Linked DNA regions of Mus musculus: region 1 is linked to region 2. A link is a contact called in public Micro-C data. All regions are on one chromosome and are shown on one strand. Each heading gives the region's core, a stretch centred on a gene start, on an enhancer-like site or on the middle of the called end of the contact. The rest is flanking DNA. Distances are from core to core; before and after follow the strand shown.

What was found. A called contact is a pair of places that touch in the nucleus more often than the background predicts.
Region 1: a Micro-C map of embryonic stem cells shows a contact between it and region 2. The contact joins the promoter of Klk1 here to the promoter of Klk5 in region 2. A contact is called at or near these places in 1 of 39 promoter capture datasets (the HPC-7 cell line), 2 of 484 Hi-C or Micro-C datasets (bone marrow-derived macrophages and embryonic stem cells) and 1 of 9 other capture datasets (macrophages).

The regions. Positions count from the first base shown.
Region 1 is chr7:44,223,977-44,226,676 of GRCm38.p6, reverse strand. Klk1 (kallikrein 1) reads right to left here and starts at 1,317. Exons shown (of 5, transcript NM_010639.8): 1 at 1,153-1,317. The coding sequence starts at 1,198. It also overlaps Gm10109.
Region 2 is chr7:43,840,660-43,843,576 of GRCm38.p6, reverse strand. It overlaps Klk5 (kallikrein related-peptidase 5), which reads right to left and starts at 1,308. Exons shown (of 5, transcript NM_026806.2): 1 at 1,189-1,308. The coding sequence starts at 1,261.

The DNA of each region.
Region 1 (2,700 bases), core at 68-2,567, 380 kb before region 2:
AGGGTTAGGCATTGGGGTCTTTGGGGTGTTCTGCACAGAGTGGGAACTAGAGCTGTGCTATGGGGCTCTGATGAGAAAGCACAGGAGCCTGTGGTGCAGGGAGTGCGGCATGAGGGGGAAGAGGAGGCCAAGGCATAGCATTTGGAAAAAGAGGAAATCTTGGCAAGCTATGCATAGCTGCACTTCTCTGTAATCCCAGCACACAGCAGGTTGAGGCAGAGGGATTGCCATGGACTGGAGACAAGCCTGGGCTACATCATGAGACACAAACTCAGAACTTATTCCCAAGACCTTGGCAGGAGATGGCTTGGTTGCTACAGGAATGGCCGTGTAAGTATTAAGACCGGAGAAGAACCTTCCAAACCCCAGGGAAAAAGTCAGGTGTGATGCTGTGCACCTGTAACCCCAGAGCTGGGGAGGTGGAAACAGGAGGATTCCCCCGAGGCTTGCTGGACAGCCATCTTAGCCTAACAGGAACTCTCTATACAGTGAGAGACCCAGTCTCAGGTGGCGAGTGATTGGTTAAGATACTTAATATCCACATCTGGCGTCTGCTACCTGACTCCTCTTACAAAACCCAGACTAAACCAAAAAAGCCATTGAGAAGGGACATGGACATTTTCCCCACACCAGAAAGCAGGGGGCAGGGGGGACCATCTTATGTCACAAGCCAATTTGAGAAGTGAAAGTTTTGGTAGAAACTGAGCAACTTGGGATGATGGGGGACCAGTTGTCAGCATGTGGACAACACAGCTGAAGGCTGGCAGCTGCTGCAACTGCCTAAGGTGCTATTGGGGGATTTAGACAAGCCTCTGATTCAAGGTTTGGGCTATGAGGCTCTAGGAAAAGCAATGAACTTGAGCGACATCTGAGGTCCTAAGGTTGGTAAGAGGTTGGGTTCCTTAGAAAGACTGGAGAAGCTCAGAAATGATCAGGTGTCTAAGGAAGAGGAGAAAGTTCTGGAAAATGGGAAGGAACAGGGGCCTTTCCTGGGAAAAAGGAATGTGAGGGACCTGGCAGTGTACAGGGCAGAGAAGGAGGAGCAGGTACTCATGATGTAGCTGGGGTGAGGGGCAAGGGGGAAAGGGATGTCTAGGGCCAAAGGCAGCAGGAGAGTCAGGGCTCTGTTCCCTCCCCCTTCCCTTATCTCACCAATCCCTCCTAGGGACAGGGCTAGGAACAGGATCAGGAACCTCATGGTAACAGGAGTCCAGGAGCTGCAGGCAGTGATCTTGGAGCTGTAGAGGCTCCTGGGGAGCCTTTAAAAACCCTCATTCTCCCCCACAGCCCCACCCCTGCCGTGTTGGCAGCCAGATGTTGGCCAAAGCCCTGCCCTTCCTGACAGAGTTGTACTCCCTTCTCCCACCCTCATGGCTGTGGGAGGGGAGGGCCCTGTTGCACCTGCTCTCCTGTGGGCCCTAGGTCACCTTGGATACCTTCCCAGGTCTGAGATTGGGTGGGGCAGGTCCTGTTGCTCCTGGAGCTGTTAGTGTTATGGTGACCTAAGGCAGATGGCAAGGTCAGGGGCAATGGTGAAGGGGTGTGAAAGGAAGGTGGAGGAGCCAGTGACCCCCAATCCACTGCTCTAAACAAGGTCATATACCTCTAGTCCAAGGTTACCCTAGAAACCAGCAGTTAGTAGAAATTCTTTGCCGTTGATAGCCACAAGGGCTGCAGGCTCTCTGCAGATATAAATACTTTTTTTTTGAGAATGCCAAAATTATTACCTTTTTGGACTTGGAACTCTGGGTTACTGATTTTATTGTTTCATGAGAGGTTTGAGAGCTGGGTGTAGTGGTGCAAATCTTCAGTACCAACACTTTGAAGCCAGAGGCAGGTTTATCTGTGTGATTTTAGGCTCTAGTATTCTATGATGTAGACCAACCTAGTCTACATAGTGACTTTCAAGACAGCAGGGTAATATATAGTGCTGTTTCCAAATAACCAATAAAATAAAATGAATGAAAGTTATGGTGCACATTACCATGGTCCATTGACACTTTGATTCAAGAATAAGAGAATTCAGGTTATTCTACAGTGGAGTGTCACCCACCCTGAACAGTGTTGGGATAACAATGACTATTTTCTTCCTCATTTCCAAGATCCTGAGCTATATTTTGAGGTTAGCTCATCCCAGCTTATTTGAGACCCTTTCTCAAGAAACAGCAACCAGAAAATGTCACTTCCCCCCAGGAGCCTCATTAAGGGTTCAGCTTGGCAGCTGCATATTTTGGTGCACACCTTTGATCCCAAAACTTAGGAGGCTGGGGCTGGTGGATCTTGGTGAGGTCCAGGTTAGACTGTGCACATAGTGTACTCAGGCCAGTGAAACAACACAGGGTCTCAAACTTTAAAACATCAAGAAGTCAGCATGCGTTCTGGTACAGAGAAGGGGAAATACCCAGCCTTTGACACCTACTTACTGTTGCAGGTTTCAGACCCATCCCCTCTCGTTGAGCATCTAGACTATTTTAGCTCTCATGGCAGTTAGCACATTTGACCTGGGTGTATTCCTGTGTGCCCTGTAAGCTCCAAGAAGACCAGGCTAGCCCTAATCCAGGGTAAATGAGGAGCTGGTGATCAATTGGCCACCTAATTCTCCTGTGAGTCCTAGGCCTCTGTGCCCAAGTTCTTCTGAAAACTACACTGTTCTTTGCTCTAAAGGACAAGAGAGGAAGCACGCATTCATCCACTTGTGAG
Region 2 (2,917 bases), core at 59-2,558:
CTTCTCAGTTTCTCTAGGCAGGGTCAGGAACCCCAGATACAGTGGCATGAGAACACATCCAGTGGCATTTGCAGGTCCCCAAACACACAGCCCCCCCCCAAATGTAAACCTCGAACTGTCATAGGATCACAACTACAGTCACAGACACAGCTATGCACTTGGAAAGGGCTATCTGCAAACACGAGGGTCATGCGCTTTCACGGTCAAGAGCTGAGCTGCACTGCATTCCAGACATAGACCCTGGGGTGCAGCAGACACAAGGGGCCAAATGTGCAGTAACATCTGCACCAACCTGGAATGCGCCGCACACCCACACAATTGCAGTGCCAAAATGACCTGAAATGCATGGACACCCAACTACACACAAAGTCTCAGAGGGTCGGTACCATCTGCTGTGCAGTCTCTTGACAGGGGACAAGGACACACACAAGTCAAGCAGAATCGCTCACACTTGTAATCTTCAAACTTGGGAAGCTGAAGCAGGAGGATTGCCTATAATTCAAACCCAGCCAGGGCTTCACAGTGAGTACTAGGAGAGCCCTAGTACTATAGAACTATAGTTTATAGAACCTGGGCTATAGAACAGGTTTTAGGGTAGCCTGGGCTAAAAAAAAAAATGAGATTCGTATCAAGAATTAAAAATAAGGGGTCTGGAGAGATGACTCAGCAATTAAGAGCACTGACTGCTCTTGCAGTGGACCTGGGTGTGATTCCCAGTGTTCACATGACAGCTCACAATCAGCTGCAACTGCAGGTCCAACTGAAGCCTATTCTGGCCTCCTTGGGCACTGGCATATGCATAGTGCAAAATATCTTTACAAATACATACATAAGATAGATTAAAAAAACAAACAAACCAATAACAGCGAAAACATACAATGGCACACAACTACAATTCTACCTCTCAGGAGGCAAATATAAGAGAATTAGCCACAAGTTCAAGGCCAGTTTGGTCTAAATAGTGAGTTCTAGACCAGCCTGGGCTACACAGCAAGACTCTGTCTTAAAAATAGTAATAAATGAAAAACATAAAAGCTCTTTCCTTCTCCGCAATACATAAACAGCCATGGGGCCTACATTTAATTGTGTAACCACAGAGGCACAGACACACATTCACCTGGTCCTAGAGACACACCCAGTACTCCACAAAGGCAGTCCTCCCCACACACTTAGGGGACCCCTGGTTACCTGAGACCCCCAGAACCAGGGTTGTGATCAGGGTAGCCATTGCCCATTTCCAGGGGTGTCCGGTCCTCGCCATGACCGCTGCACCTGGTAAGAAATAAAGGTCGAGGCTAAGTGGTTCTGGAGAGGCCTAGGTGGTTCTGGGAGTGTGTTCCACTTTCATCACCATCTCTGCCTCACCATTAGCACTCAGGGACCGGCAGTGGAGGGGAGGGACTATCAGCATCTTACAGTCCCTGTAAGTGTGGACAGCAAAGAGAGGCAGGCGGGTGGGGTGAATCCAAGATAAGACAGAGCCAAATCAGGTTCCCTCTCTTTCCTTACCTGCTGAGACCCTGCCCGGGCCTCCCCTGCCACTTTGCCCCTGTTCCCTGAGCGGTGGGTGGTGGGGTCTGGCTCCCAATATAGCTTCAGACTTCTCAAGCTGGCCTGAGCCTTCCAGCCACCACCTCCTCCTCTGCTCTGGCACCTGGTGATATAACCACCCACTGGTCCCTGGGGCACATTCCCAGGTAGTGAGGTTCCTGTCAGTCTGGGCCCCAGCACTCACTCTTCCTGCCTCTCCTCCCCTCTACCCCCCACCCAGTGTTGAGCGCCACTCCCTCCCTCCCTGGCCCCAAGGATGGGGAGGGGTCCTCAGATCAGGCTGGGCCCTCCTCATGCCTGGCACCTCACCAGCTCCCAGGCACTCTTCCCGAGCAAGGATTTCTAATGTTCCTTTTTCTCCCCGAGTCACATTCACTCATTCATTACAACTCCGCCGTCTCCTTTCTCATTCATCCAGCTCTGTTTGTAAAATTCTTCTACCTGTGATCTAGCTGTCTACCCTTATGGACCTTTCAGAGTCTGTCAATGAGTCTCTCTGTCAGTGTGTTTCTCCCCATCTCTCTGTCCCCGTGTCTGTCTGCTTTTGTGTGTTTCTCTGCCCTTGCCTCCTATGTATCTGTCTCTCTGTCACTGACTTTCTTGGTCTCTGTACTGCCCCCCTTTTCTCCTTATGTCTCTCTCTTTTTCTGTGTGTGTCTGTGCTTTTCCCTGTCTTTATCCCTCTGTCTCCCCATCTGTCTTGTCTCTCCGTCTCTCTCATCTTCATCTCCCTCATGTTTATGTCTCTGAATATTGGTTCTCTGTTCCTTTCTGTCTCCCTATACCTCTCCCTGTCATTCGGGCAGGTGAGACAAAGCCATCAGTAGAAGAAACCCCAGGATCAATTCCCACCACCTATGGGAAGGTCCTAGGCCAAGGGTCAGCAAGAGCTAGGGAAGCAGGCTGCCCCCACTAGGTGCCCAGGTCCAGCCTGCACAGCCAGACATGGATGACACAATTGGGCAGGGCAACCTGTTAATGGAAAAGAGGCCAAGAGCCAGGACCAGTGGTGGGTGGCTCCAAGCGCTTTGGGAAATGGGGCATTGGATGGGGAGTAGAGTGGCACCCCTCCCTGTCTGATCTTTACCTCCTGGCAACCCCACTTGCCCTCTTCTGCATCCTGGCTGCTCCTTCTGTCAACATGCCCACTCTGATTCTTCAGGTCTCCCTCAGGGGAGCAGGAGCCCAGATCTGTGAGCCTTGTGTCAGACATGAACTTTCTCCACACGAAGATGTGCAGATGCCAACAGAGGGGTCAGAGCCTGGAGTGGGCTCTACTGCATAGGAGGAAAAAAAAAAGCCAAACAACAAAACCCACCTTGAAGTTTAATGCAATTAAATGGCTATAAAATCAGCTGCTTATTTC